2 separate regions of the Anser cygnoides genome follow, and region 2 is linked to region 1. The links are chromatin contacts, called in public Hi-C maps. All regions are on one chromosome and are shown on one strand. Each heading gives the region's core, a stretch centred on a gene start, on an enhancer-like site or on the middle of the called end of the contact. The rest is flanking DNA. Distances are from core to core; before and after follow the strand shown.

Region 1 (7,171 bases), core at 3,448-5,947:
AGAGCTCCTGAGTTAGACACAGCCCTGGTGTGAAGCCAGCACGGGCACCTTGTCACCTTGTCCCGTCTCAGAAAACCACCGCGAGGAGCATCAAGTGAGTGGCACCCTGTTCCTTGCTGAAGCTCAGTGATCGGCTCCCAAATAGTTCCCACTTCTGGTCATCTTCAGCGAGAGGGAAGCTGCATGTAAACAGTCTGGGGGAGGCTGGTGTTGGCTTGGACTGTGTCTGCTCGCTTGATTTAATCACCATCCTGCCAGCAGCAGTTTTTTACTTTCTGAATTACTTAGCAATGGTCAGCATTACTGCTGGGTGGCTGAACTTTGGTTTATTGACATTCAAATGGTCTGCAATTTACCTTTGTAGGATATAAATCTGGACAGGCTCAGACTGATAAGACAGTGAGGAAAAAAAAAAAAAGGAAGTAGGAAGAACAAAATTCAAACAAATTCAAATTATGAAAAGGTTTGAGGTGCCAGTACCCCAGCTGGAAACCAAATAAAAGAAAGCATTTGCTGGCTCTTTTCAAGGTGGTGTTGAAGACCCCAGCCCACCTAATGTGGAGTGTTACTGCTCTACTGGCCGTCGAAGGAGCCGCCTTCACCTAGGGCAAGGCTGGGCTGGAGGCCAGTGAGCCACGAGGGCTCATTTGTGCCACGCCTGCCCATCATAGCAGCCAGAGCTGCTGCCAGATCCCATCAGCTGCCCCCTTCTTGTGAGTCCCCCCTTTGGCTCCCTCTTCCTATCCCCGTCCCACCACCACAACTGGGAACAGCCCCAGCACAGCCCCTCCTTGCTATGGGAGCCCACGGGACACAGACTCCTTCCTCGTGACAACAAGCCCAGAACGAACACAGGGTCAGTGGAGGAAGGTAGCATGTGTGCCCACTGTCCAGAAGGCAAGCTTTTGGGGAAGCTTTTGGTCTGCTTCCTTGGTGGGACCTCGGTGGTGGTGAGCACATCGCAATAAAACCCTTGGGAGCATTCAGGGAATGGGAACACGGGCTGGGCTCTCCTGGGGAACTGCAGTGCAGATGAATGGGGAAGGTCTCCAGACTGGTCCAGCTCCCAGCTACACACCCTTCCTAATTGTGATTCTTCCTGATTTATCTGAACTACCAGGAAATAAAAACACCAGAGCTTTTTTGGTTAACCTCCTGTGGCACCGTGTATTTCAAGTTTGCAGGCAGTGCCATCCCCAGCCAGGTCAAAAGGAAACCTCCCACTTCCCTGGGAGAGGAAAAGCTCTCCCAGTTGTGCAGAAGTGGCCCCGTCCACGCAGGAGCAGCTCAATGACAGCAGTGCATGGGATCGTCTCTCCGTGATCATGGCACTCCCTTCGAGTCCCTCTTGGCAACATTTCTGGAAGCTACCACCCTTCCCCTCCCTTCGAGTGGGAGGCTGGAATACCTCCTGGGTAGGCAGGTAGGTATTTTTTTCTGGGCACCTGCTGAACCTTGGCCAAAGCAGGGTGGTTCAGGAGGCCATGCTGGAAAAGTCAAGCGCTGCCAGGCCTTCCCGGTACTGCGTGCGCGTTGCTGCTCACCGCAAGACACCCTGCTGCCTGGCTTTATTGCAGCGCGGGAAGCCATCGCTGCTGCTCCAGAAAGTCAGTGCACTGCCTGGGACACGCTAGGGAAGGCCGGTGAGGCTCGAGTATTTTTAGAAGGTGATGAATTTTATTGCCAATGACATCAAACTCATAGGCTAATTGCCATGCAAAGACACCTGCTGACTGCCGTTTTGTAAGACAGACACGAGGCCAGACATCAGCCCCGCACAAGGAGAAGATGGCTGAGTCCTCGTCAAAACCACAAACCTGCCCTGACAGCACGCAGAGCGAGACCATGGCATGGAAGAGAGAGAAAGCAAGAGAGTGTGGTGGAGATGGCTCCAAAGCAGCGCCCCAGGACCCAGCCCTCGGGGAATAATACTCCGAGGCTCCCCCCACGCGCTCAGGCTTTGCACCCAGACTTATTTATATGGATGTTTCTCAAGCCCACACAAGCCAATGCGTATATTTCCTGTTTCACTCCTTTCTTTGTCTACCAGAAGGACTGAAACCTCCCAAGTCCTTCAGCGCATTAGGGTCTCTTCTGAATCGCTGTCCCTATGAAGTTATGCTTCCAGCCTGAATTCCCTGTGGCCCTACGAAAAGCTCTCTGTTTTCCAGCACATTCAAAGCTATCTGGTGGAGGGTCAGATGCCAGCACACATCTGCAGACTTGGCCCTGAGGCCATCCATCTCAGCGGGGGCTCCTCGCTGGGACGAACAGCCCAGTTACTCCTCCGGAGTGATGCTAGCTGGTGTGGGTTCCTCCTGTGCAACCCCTCCCTGCCTCTTCATGCCCTTGCCTGAAGCCAGGCAGCCCCAGCAGGACAACCCTACAAAATGGTGGCTGCTGCTAATGCTACCGCAGACGGCGCCTTCTCCACGAAGCACCTGCATGCATGCGGGCGAGCTGCCATCCGGCTCGGCAAGCACCCGGTCCATGCAGACGAGGAGTTGGTCGGATGGAGCCCCAGCAGCAACAACCTGGAGGACCTACATGGCTGGGCTCGGGGCCAGGCTTTGTCACTCCAGCTGATGGTGAGTTGTTTGCAGTCAACAGAAGCGGGCACCAAAGGAGAGAGGCTCTCTGCCCCTGATACAGAGCCCATGGCCCAGGAGATATTTCCCCCTTCAGGCTGCTCACCTCTGTCCTGGTGAGTTTGCCCACTCTGCTGTTGGGAGGTGACAGGCACAGTGGCAGAAAGCTGAGGTCCACGAGCTTGGCAAACTGCTTTATCACACTGAGCAAAGGGGGGAGTACGCATGTGTGCACGCACAGCAGCAGCGCTCTTTCACAGCTGTTCCCTTCCGTGGGTCTTTACCAATCTCCTGATCAATGACTCTGGTGCTCAACTTCTTTTCAGGTGCCCAGAAACAGACCCAGCCCCTGTAACTTTTTTCCTTACATGACAAACCCATCCTGCCCCGCAGAGCGCAGCGGATCCTGCGCCGGACCGGCTGCAGATTCCTGTGCGTGCTGCAGGGCTGGGATCCAGCCAAGAGAGCAAGAGGTCCCCGACCAGCCTTGCTTCCTAACACTTCAGGAGCAGAAACCAAGAGCAGATACAACCCAGGCCCAACAGCAGGCCCGGGGGTTAATCCATCTGTTTGTGTTATCCCAAACACCAGTTTTTAACCTTGTTTTTAATAGGGCGAAGCAATGACCTTTGCCACTTTACAGACACGTTCCCACAGTGGATCCCAACTCCCTCTTCACAGCTGTGTTTTAAAGGGCTCCATGATCCCTCTGCCCTTTATGTGTGTTAATGACTAATTTTTCTCCCTTGTCAACCCAAAAATCAGTCACTTGACTAAACAGAGCCAGGAGCCCCGCTGCATGCGACAGTCTCAGGTAAAACCCCGCGTGGGTCTCCCCTTCGGCTGCTGTGCATCTGCGGGGGGCTGAGCCTCTCTCTGTCATTACTTTAACCCAGAAAAAGTCCTTTTTCGGGACAGAGCCCACAGAAGCAGCTCGGTGCTGTAGCTCTTGGCCACACGACCACCAACAGATCTACTCCCGGTTACAGCACTCGCTTCATGCGGCGTTTCAGAGCAGCCCAGCACCAGAAGCGTTACCCCCTCCACTGCCCTAATTGTGGCAGGGCAATCACTGTATTTTACTACTGTGTTGTCTCAGAGTTATTCTTCATATTTAAAAATAACGTCAGTCAAATCATTTGTCCCTGAACCTTGTCCTCAGTGGAGTTTGCACTGGCATTTTCCAGGCAAATAAGTGAAAGGGGAAGGAGAGCAGCTCTCAGACTCAGGAATAGGAATGAAAGCTCACAGGTAGCCCGAGCTGTCACGCGAGGGGATGGGGTGGCTCAGAGCGAGCCTTCCCCTGATTCTGAAATAGGGTAATGAATCCTGCCAAGGTCACGGGCAGGGAGAGCTCATCGAAAGCAGCAGCCCGCAGAGGAGCCCGGTGGGTAGCGGCAAAAATTCTCTCCACGCACATCCCAAAAGGAGGAAACCCCAAGGTTTGCAAACAAACAGCTGCTCAAAGCTACTGTCTCCGAGCTTCATTAGAAACGAAAAAAAGATCCTGTTCTGTGCAGGACGGACATTTTGCTGCCAAGAAAGTGCCACCTACTGGATCTGGCCTGCCGGGGACGTGCAAGAACGGGAAACAAACCCAGAAAAAAATAATGCTAGAAAAATAACTTTTTTTTTCACATTTAAAAAAAAGGATATAAAACTATACATTTACAGTTATCCCAGCCACAGCCCCCTCTGATCACGCCCCCTCCGAGGCTGAATCAGCCAAACTTTTGAAGCAGATAAACTGGGGGATTGGGGGGGGGGGGATGTAAAGTTTTAGGGTTTGAAAGGAGAGACTCACCGGTGCCGAGAAGCCTCTGGTGTCTCCTGCAGTCTCCTTGGCTCCTGTATGTCCTGTCCCACTTAGCCGTGCCCTCCTAGTGAAATCCTGCTGCCATTCTCCGGCAGCCCGGCTCCCTGTGCCTCCCTGCGATGTGCTCTGTCCGTGAGCCGAGTGCCCCGGCCGAGAGGATGGTGGGGAGAGCAAGGCAGAGCCCACCCAGTGCCCCAGCCCGGGGGTCCCGCTGCCTCCGGCTTCGCTCTGCCCTTTCGTCCCCGTGCCACTCGCCCCAGTTGTCTGAGAGCAGGTGACAGAGGTTTCTTGGCAGAGGAGAGAGGAGGGGAGGGATGTGGAGGCAGCGAGAGGTGGAGCTGGACCCGGAGCAACAGGTTACTGTATAACCAGGAGCCGGTGGCCCCGGCGCAGCGGCTGCATCCCCGTGAGGTGCGGGGGCACCTGGGGCCTTCGCCCGCTCCTGGCCCAAGGGGAGCCAGAGCCGAGCCGTGCGCTGCCCGAGGGGGACGTGTAAAACTTCAGGTTTCTTCCGCCCGAGAACATTTCGTGCCCAAGCGGGAGGTAGAAGGCAGTGGGGGGGGGGGGTGGGTGATGAAGGAGTGTTTTCAGCTGGGTTTTCCGTAGGCAGCGAGGGAGGGGACGCGCTGCCCTGAGCGCCTCGCGGGGGGAACAAGGCACCTTTTGTGCAACCTGGCGCCCTTCTCTGCAGCTCCGCTGGTTGTTTTCCTCCGGTTTTGCTCTCGCCTGCTCCCTCTGCCCTGACATCTGCAGCGGGGAAAGATGCCGCGAGGTGGACAAAGAGGGCAGAAAGTTCTCACCCCACGTCCCCAAACCAGTGGGGGGATGAGGAGAGGAGCCCCCACCAGGGTACTGCATGGCACAGCTCTGCGCCCCTCAGGGTGGCACGGCCATAAATCCCCTCTTCTTGCCCCAACTCCTCAGCTGGTGGGAGGTAGCAGGGCTCTGCCCCACGTCTCTGCCCCACGTTTCAGCCCCTGGCACTGGGCAGAGGCAAAACGCAGCTTTGGCAGAGGGTTACGGCAGGAAGGGGGCTGTGGTTACTTAAACCACCTTTGGGAGGACTGAGACGAGCAATTGCTGTGGCACAGGGGGGAGCTGAGGGCTTGCTGGCCTTTGGCACCAGGCAAGGCTTTGGTAGCGGCACCGTGCCACCCGAGCAGGAATTGCTCCTCGGCTGGAGGTGCTCGTTGCGGGCTCTGCTCCGTTGACTGCTGCGGGCAGGACCCTGCCTTTATTCACACACGTGTGCCCACGCGCTCTGGCGGGGATGAGCTCTAAAAGACCATTTTGGCCATTGTGCAGAGCATTCCCATACTATTGCAGTGCTGTGTCGGAACTCCCCTGCGGCTGTACAAGCCAGATCGTCTGTACCAGCAGGAGCCAGAGCATTGCCCCTTTTCACCTGGTACCAGGAGAGACACTCTGAAAGCAAAAGCAGCTTCTGGCAGTAAGGAACCAAGGTAGGACTTGAGCATCGCTCCTTGCATTGTGGCGAGTGCTCTCGCCATCCCTATGCATTACCCTCATGCTCTCTGAAAGGGTTTCTTTAGAAAACAAACCTCAGTCTCCTCTCATTTTCCCTTGCTGCTCCTCTCTTGCTCGCCAAAAACCAGATGGAAATTTCAAAGGATGGTAAGGCTTCTGTTGCCAGAATACATTGAGGATGTTTGGGTTGTGCTCTGGGGTCTGCCCTACTGCAAGCTCTGTGCTGCTGAGTGTGTGGTTTGGGGCTCGGAGGGACGCTGCTCTCTGGGAAACAGTCTCTCGTGTGGGCAGATTATTTCTTTCAAAAAGTGCCTAGTTTCGTCTGTCTTAAGACTTAGTTTTTAAACATTTTTTAAATTGATGGGATTAGCTCATGGGCTGAGGATCGTTAAGCTGGAAAATACCAGCTGAGTTCATGGGTGTTACGGCAGTGGTAGTGTGTGATCCATCTGGTTGGCGGATCTTGAAAAAATGGAGCTTATTAAAAGATTTTATTAAAGTGGACGTGCATCACAGACACCCCCCTCAGCCCTCCAGTGTGTGATGAGCCCATGGCACATGGATGATAGACGCCACCCGCCACCGGCCCTAGGAAGCTGCAACTCCAGCAGAGATCAGAGAAATACAAAGACGCTTCCACCACGAGACGCGAGCCTGGAGGAAGCCCGGCCTCCTCAACACGGTGCCTGTCAAGCTCCCCGTCGTGGTGGTTTCCTCAGTGCCAGCTGCACCACGGGGGCTCGTGCTCAGCTCTCTGCCTGGCCCACGGCCGAAGCCATGCGGCAGAAACGCCCCTGGTGAGTTATCGTGGGAGGAATGCTGCTGGGTGAGCCGGACGGGCAGGGGGAGAGCCAGCTCCCCAAAGGACAGCTTAGATTATCAGCAGCTCGGTTTTGGCAGGAGAATGACCTCTTCCGCTGCGGGGAAATGTGATCTGATGCTGCTGAGCGTAACACACCCACCCAGCACCCCGTCATCCTCCTCGCCACAGTGTCAGCGTGATCCTGGGGGCATCTCTGTGCATGCAAACACAGCCGGCCTTGGGAGAAGCAGCATTTGGAGACTGCCAACCACACCACCCAGGAGGGGAAGGGATATCGGTTCCAACAGCAGGAAAACACGGTGGGAATGTCCTGGCAGGCCTTGCAGCTGAAAGATTTTGTGCAAGAGAGCCTTACCGCTAAAAATGCGTCAGCTGCCACTGGGGCGTTCCAGTGGGACCGCTGGGCTGGGCTCACTTTCCCGGGATGCAAACAGGTAGTTGGAAGGGTATTGTTGG
Region 2 (7,017 bases), core at 129-2,628, 89 kb before region 1:
GGGTTTAAAATGTCAGCTCAGCTGATTTTTTAAATGGTCTTCTGTTAGCTGTTCTGCTTTGTGGTGTGTTACATTTTTGTTCTTTTCAGTGGTTGAAATTTTTCTCTCAGGCAAGTACATTGCAGTTGTTGCTGGAATTTTATGGACAAAGGAAAAAGTGTAGTAGATAATATGGGTCACATCTTGTGAGCAACAAACAGATCAAACCTGGTTTTTTCTTTCTGAGCAGCAGGTGTAACTTGAAGTTAAGCGTGGAAAGGAATATGCATAAGAATATTTGTAGATCTGGTAGCTTAAGTCTTTGTTTCTGACAAGCCTTCTCAGGGATTTAACCTCTGTCACTGCCAGGACATAATTTCCATCTGGATTTCCAGTGGGCTCTCTGGTGAAATGATGTGGAAGACTTTTTTTGTATTTGTATTGCAGAAGTATTTGGAGTTAAGGTAATTTTGTGTTGAACGTTGCAAAGCTACAGCCAGGAGACCTTATCCCCAGCTATTTTATTTAAATAAAAGTGAAGCTCCCCACCATAGATTGCCTGAGCTTCTGTGTAGGGAACTTAACAGGGGCTGGAGTCAGGTTTTCAGGATCCTAGAGGAGGTACGTGCAACTTCCATGGCTCCTAAGATGAGAGCTTTGCTCCTCTGCATCTAGCCCATGACTGCAGCTGCAAAGTAAAATCTTTCCAGGAGAATCTGAGAAGCTACATGTCTCTGGTACCTTTCAGACTGCTTCCATGCACCTTTGCCAAAATCATTACACCTTTCATTGCTTACCTGTAAAAATGGAATACTGGTGACTACCCTGTGTCCTGTTTTCTTAAGAAAATTTCTGTCCAGTCTCATCAAGAAGCTGCCAGGTGAAGAAGCAGTGTTCAGGCCACTGCAGGCTCTGATCAATTCCATTGTATGTTCTTTCCTAGCAGCCAGGACCTGTTGAAATTGCCTTGTTTGTGCCAATATCAGGAAGTACACTAAAGTACAAAGTACATTCCCTTTAGATTTTTGCAATGCTTCCTTCTTGCCCTGCGAGAACATGGAAGAGTTGGTGTCTATTTTCATTCTTTCACATGTGCAACTCTTCAATCTAAACGGTCGCTAGTGTTGAAGCTACTTCTGGAAAAGAGGAAGAATTGCATGACCCAATGCAATCCAGCAGAAAGTGGCTGGAGAGGGGATGTGTGTACTTCTGTGCCTACAGTTTTCTAGTGGGGGATGGTGAGGAAGGAAGGATCCTGGCTGTGTGGATGTGGCTCAGCTTCTAGTAAAACAGAATGATTTTGTTAAAACACCCCTGTCATGTGGGTGGTGGGATAGCATAGTCATCTTCAGAGATTTCATTGAGAAATGGTGAACAACTAGCAGCAATGATTGTATGAGAACATAAATCATGTGACCAATTTTAGCCAAGGATTGGGAAAAAAGATTATTTTTTTTTGCTGTGTTTAACAGTGGCATGGCCTCACCATAAACAGTGTGTGTGCTTCTGGGCTCCACAATCTAAAAAAGATGTTAAGGTCCTTGAAAGCGTGCAGAGGAGGGCAACAAAGCTGGTAATAGGGTCAGAAGGCATGACCTCTGAGGACATTTGGGTCCTCTAGTCTGCATAAAAGGAGGCTCAGAGGAGACCTCATTGCTCTCTGCAGTTCTCTGAGGAGTGGAGGTGGACAGGGAGCTGCTGGTCAGGATGAATATGAAGCAAAATTTCTTTGCCATGAGAGTGGTCAAACACTGGAACAGGCTTCCTAGAGAGGCGTAATTCCTGTAAGCGTTCAAGAGGTTTTTGGATGATGCCCTCAATAATATGCTTTAAGTTTTGGGTAGCCCTGAAGAGGTCAGGCAGTTGGCATGGATGATCTTTGTAGGTCCCTTCCAACTGAGCTTTTTTTTTTTTTTTTCTAAAGCTGGGGGAAAGATAGAATTGAAGTAGAAAATGTGTAGCTGTTTAATGTCATGCTAGAGGCATTCAGCAAAGTCTTATCCTGATGTTTTTTTGGGAGGGTTGGGGGCTGGGGTTAGTGGATTAGAGCGTGAAGGCAGTATCCGTAATTATTGCTTACTATCATTTGACTTTTGTGCCACGTGCAAACAACTAAATGCACTCATAATCTACTTCATCAAGAAGATACATAGAGAGTTGGTGACTTTTCATGATGTGTTTTCATTTAGTTCTTCATTCTGGAAGTTTCCAGTACATTTTTGTAACGTCTGCTTATTTTGAAGATGCTTAAAAGCAGTGGGGTTAAAGTACAGGCCACAAAAGCAACAGCATGTCTGGTTTGGAGGATTGTAGCATACTTCTTGCTTCAGATTCATATTAACTGTGTTCTGCAAATGTAAGAACTGTTTTTTTTCATGGCGAAGAGAGCAGCTTTCCTGTCTGGTCTGCTGTATCCATAGTTCTGAAAGGTCTCCCAAGGTCAGAGTAAGTGATTGCTGAAGACAGCAGATGCAGGGGGAGGAAAACAATGTAACAAGGAAGGTACCTCGGTGGTGGAGAAGAGACAGGAACTGTACAACTTTTCGTTGGAGTCTTCTAAAATGACTTCTTTGTCTGCCTTGAAATACAAACAGATGAAAAGAGAAGTGACAGCAGACAGCCTGCAGTCTCTGGCTGGAGCGAATCCTGCAGTTAGTCCCTCATCTTGTGTTTGCATAGATTTGGGCAACAACTAACAGCACAAACTGAGGACTACATCTGGTGTGCAGAGATAAGGTTCCTGGAGAGGTGCTTAGCTCTGGCTTTGTGCTGCCTAGCGAAGGCAATGATCACTTGCTGCTTCTGAAGAACAAGCAGGAAGCTCAGTCAAACTGATGCTTTCAGGTCTTCACTCTTTGAATGATCCTGCAGTTTGTGGCTCAGAAAGGGGTAATATTAATAACTCCCTTTTCCCCGAACACTACTGTGGGCTGTTGAAAGGCCAACAGGGTGTTTCATGATGTCTTGGACCCTTATGAGGCAAGGCTGCATCTGACTATGACCTGTAGGTGAATTGCTCTTCCCCTTTCTGTGTGATGGAGGGAACAGCAGCAGCACCCTTGGTGCCCACCACTTGGCAGGGCCATACCACCAAGTGGCTTGGCTGAGGTGCTGATCAGCAGCTGGTCATTGGCACTGTATTAATGGAGGTGTCTTCCTGCAGCCACCTCATCCCTTCTGCTGTCTGTTTGCTGAACTTAAGGCCAAACCTTAAACTGCCAAAGCCTTTATTTGTTAGGCCTACAACAGGGCAATAATTGCTGCTGTCTTCCCATCTGTATTTGCAGGTCACGGGGATTTCTTGAATGCTCTAGGTAAAGGTTCATTGCAGTGGCTGGCTATTTTGTTGGTGAAGATGAAAAAAGAATTATTATACTGGAGGAAAGCACAGGGGAGGAAGCAATAGTGTAATAATTCATCCTTGAATGCTGACAGTTCGGATTAGAGGACTATTCTACCTAGGGAGGGAGGAGCTCTTCTTGAACCATAAATCTCCCCTACCCTTGTGGGCTGTTGAGGCACGATCAATCTCAGGGATAAAGGACCAGACCGAGGCTTTGAAAGTCTTTTACCCAGACTGCTCACTGTTTGTCGTGTGACACCATGGGTAAATCACTTCAATCCTCTCAAAGAGGGTACATGCTTCTCAGCAGACTATTAACTCAGGTGTCTGCGGCACTCTGTGCTGAGAAATAGAGAGCAGAGCCCTATCTGAACTTGTAGCTGGACTTGTAACAGGATTTATGCACTAGTAGCACCTTTTTCTCTACCAGCTGCTGCTGCTGAGGCAGTTGGGGTTACTCCTCTGAACATCTCTCTCCTGCGCATCCCTCTGCTTGTCCTGGGAACAGCCAGATGCATTCAGTCCTCGGAGCACAGCAGAGCTGCAAAAGGAGGCACTGAACAAGGTGACAAAGACTTGAGAATAATGTGTTTTACTGAGGAAGGACGGCAGGCAAGTCTATTGCTCTTGGTCTGTGCTAGCTAGACAAAATACAAATAGAAATGGGGCATCTCGGATCATGCCTGCCTTTCTATCTGCTCTGTCATGATGATGCAGGTGTTGGTTGCCCTCTCCCTCTGCATCAACACAACTTTATGCTTGCATTGGGCCGGTTCCTGCACCCTGAAGGTAGACTAATGAAATATGAAATGAGAAAAACTGGCCTCCTTTTAGAGAGTCTCTTAAAGGGAGGCTACCTTTTCTTCCTTAATGCTCGCGTTGTCTCCTTCTTTAATCTCAAGAGCCAATACAGAGAGTGAGGGGCTGACTAGTCTGCTCCCTGAGACGGATAAATTTTACAGTGGTGTTTCCCCTTTGTAAGAAGGGGGAATAGGGCACTTTCTAACAGTAGATCAGAAATTGAGGATATTCTAGTCCATCTTGGTGGCTAGGCCAGTGAAATGCTGTCTTGGAAAGCTGAAAATAAAGGAACTGGCTTACTGTGTCAGTTGCGTGGACCTAGCAGCCCTCTTTCCAACAGCTCTGCTCTCTTGTACTCTCTTGTAACCGTGTTTAAAGAATACAGGAGGTACTGAGAGAAACTGGGAGCAGCAGCAGCCTGTCTCGAGGGAGGAAAAGCTTCCCCCCACCCCTGCCTCGTGGATGAAATGAGAGACCTGCAAACACCTGAGGAGGTTGATAACCCTGCATTTGTGCTCAGTGGTTAGTTGCTGCTGTTTGAACGGTGGAAAGGACTGCCTGGGATGTTGCAGCCTCCCACAAGGTGGTGGTGCTGCTCCACACGAACTTTCACGTTCCTCCTCTGCCACCAGCAAGCTCCATCCCCAAACACCAAGTACAAAAATGTTACTTTCCTCTTGTCAGTTCCCAGTCTGCGTACCTGGGCTGGGCAAGTGGCATACAGCTGAAAGAGAGGCAAAAAGCTGCGACGCTACCCAGTGCTACGCTAGTGTGAAATGCATGTTAATGCTGGATTATACATTAATCTATATGCAGCAAGCTGTACCCATGGCTCCCTACTAATTTATAACCAGAGGGTCTGCTGCCCCATGCTCCTTCCTTTCTTAGGAGGATGAGGGTGGCATAGTTAGAAATCCTTCCTTTCATGAAAGCCTGAACAGTTGTCATCTTCTGGTGCCTCGTTCATTAATGCTACCCTCCATGCTTTCCTTGCTAGGACTTATCCCCACGTGGAACAGGCTGTTGCTAAACACTTTTTCTCCATTTTTCTCCACCTTGCCTTTTTTCTTTATGTAAAGCCAAGGGCCAACTCGAAATTGTATCCAATTCTTTCAAGTTGCTCATGTCTCATCTTGGGCAATCGAGTAAGACTTAAACAGCTGTGCTGCCTCCTAAGTTTGAGGAGCTCCTTCGGTCTGCTTGTGGGTTTGCTCTGGCCCCTTGATCTCCTAGATCAAACACCAGCAATATAAACTGGAGCCATGTATCCCTGAGAATGAGGGAACAGTGCTTGTGCTACGAGGGCGCTGCAGAGATGAGGCTGAATTCCTTCCTTGTGCACGACATCCCCGGTCATCAGTGCAACGGGATGCCAGGCTGAGCATCAGGCTGAAACTGGGTGATGCAGATTGTAGCAAGGCAAGTGTCCCCTCTGCTTTCTAGAAATGCTACATCTCCTAAGGCAATTTTGTCAGGAGGGTGCTGCGATTGTGTGAACTTCCCAAGACAAGTCACAGACCCCTTTGCAGGTACTCTGCATGATCCAAACACATCTGATCCCAGACTATAAATTAGACCCCAGGGGTAAAGCAAAACCAAAATTGTACAGGTTAGATCATAAGCTTTGTTCCATTATGCTGAAATCAAATCTGAGCAGCAGGGCCTGCCGTGGCCCTTGACAGCCCTCACCCTGACGGTGCAGCGGCCACACAGCACACACAAGCCTGGTGGGGTCACCTGCAGGCCCTGCTGCTCAGTTTTGATTTCAGAAGAAATGCAGGTCTTCTGATCCCAAAGGAGCAGTCCTCCACTGCCTTTTCCACCGGGAAGAAAAGCACAAAGTTGTTCTCTTTGCTCTGTGGAGCTTCCTCAGCAGCTACTGGCCGTGTTTGGAGGCAGGACGCTGAGCTAAATGGACCTGCAGTCAGACCATTCCGGCTTTTCTTAAGGAGTTGGACTCGATGATCCTTATGGGTCCCTTCCAACTCGGGATATTCTTTGAGTGTTAGAGATGTATATCTGTTAGACTATTTTGAAGCCTGTTGTTCATAACTAATAATGTTAATAACATGTAGTTTTCTATTTCAGCTACTTTAGTAAATAAACTTCCCAGGATCCTGTAGCTGGCCTAGTAAAGGGCTGATTTTTTCCCCCACAGCCTTGGCAGTATTTCCTTATATAAAAGCAGGCTTCTGTGATTTTTTACTTTTATGCACGGCTTTTCTCCTCTTGCTTGTAGGCCTGAGATTGTCAATTGATGTGACATGCAAACCGAATGTACTTGGGGATGCATTTGCCTGCTAGATTGAACTGCAGAGGAACAGAGGAGTGTTAGCCTCCCTCTGTTCTGCTCCTGAGGCATTGTATGGGTGAATCTCCTGCATCTAAGGCCTGGCTGTCTGCATCAATACTTTCCTTGGGAAATCCTCAGCTATCAGTTCCATGGGGTATGTCCCTTCTGAGCCCATCCCACCGTATGTTAGAGCACAGCTTTCCTGGACCAGAAGGAAGACAGAGCTGAAGCACTGGCCTGGCCTCTAGGTGTCAGCTGGGAAATCATGAAAGTTTGCAGACCCTGCCTCGCAGAGAGAAGCTTTCATGGTAACAGATGATTTTACCTGCTAATGAAGGCACGCAATACTGATAAAGCAAGTTCATGAGCTGTGTGTAATTAATTTTATGAAAAATATACAGAGAATGAAAGGAGAAACAAAAGTAAAAAGAATACTTCTGGTTTGTTTGTTTGTTTTTTTTTGAGACTATCATTAGTGTTACCTAAGGAAAAACTGTCAGGAGGAAAAACCTACTCAGTGTACCTCAGTTTCAAGATGAATTTGGGTATCCCTGGGGGAGCCTCTGCATGTACGTTGGTCTAAGCAGAGAGAGTTGTGCAG

Evidence for each region. Hi-C and Micro-C count contacts between places; a contact is called where the count stands out from the background.
Region 2: a contact with region 1 is called in a Hi-C map of liver, with 2.8 times the contacts expected there. The contact joins the enhancer-like site here to the promoter of EPS8L2 in region 1. A contact is called at or near these places in 2 of 7 Hi-C or Micro-C datasets (both in liver).

Annotation. Positions count from the first base shown.
Region 1 is chr5:35,896,446-35,903,616 of Taihu_goose_T2T_genome, reverse strand. EPS8L2 (EPS8 signaling adaptor L2) reads right to left here and starts at 4,697. Exons shown (of 21, transcript XM_013198373.3): 1 at 4,393-4,697.
Region 2 is chr5:35,982,397-35,989,413 of Taihu_goose_T2T_genome, reverse strand. No RefSeq gene overlaps it. Among named protein-coding and RNA genes, the nearest start is that of GATD1, 11 kb to the left of the region's middle. Within about 2 kb of position 1,378, at least 1 of the 3 cell types and tissues checked has open chromatin away from gene starts, as enhancers often do. A contact at or near this core is called in liver, where this site is marked.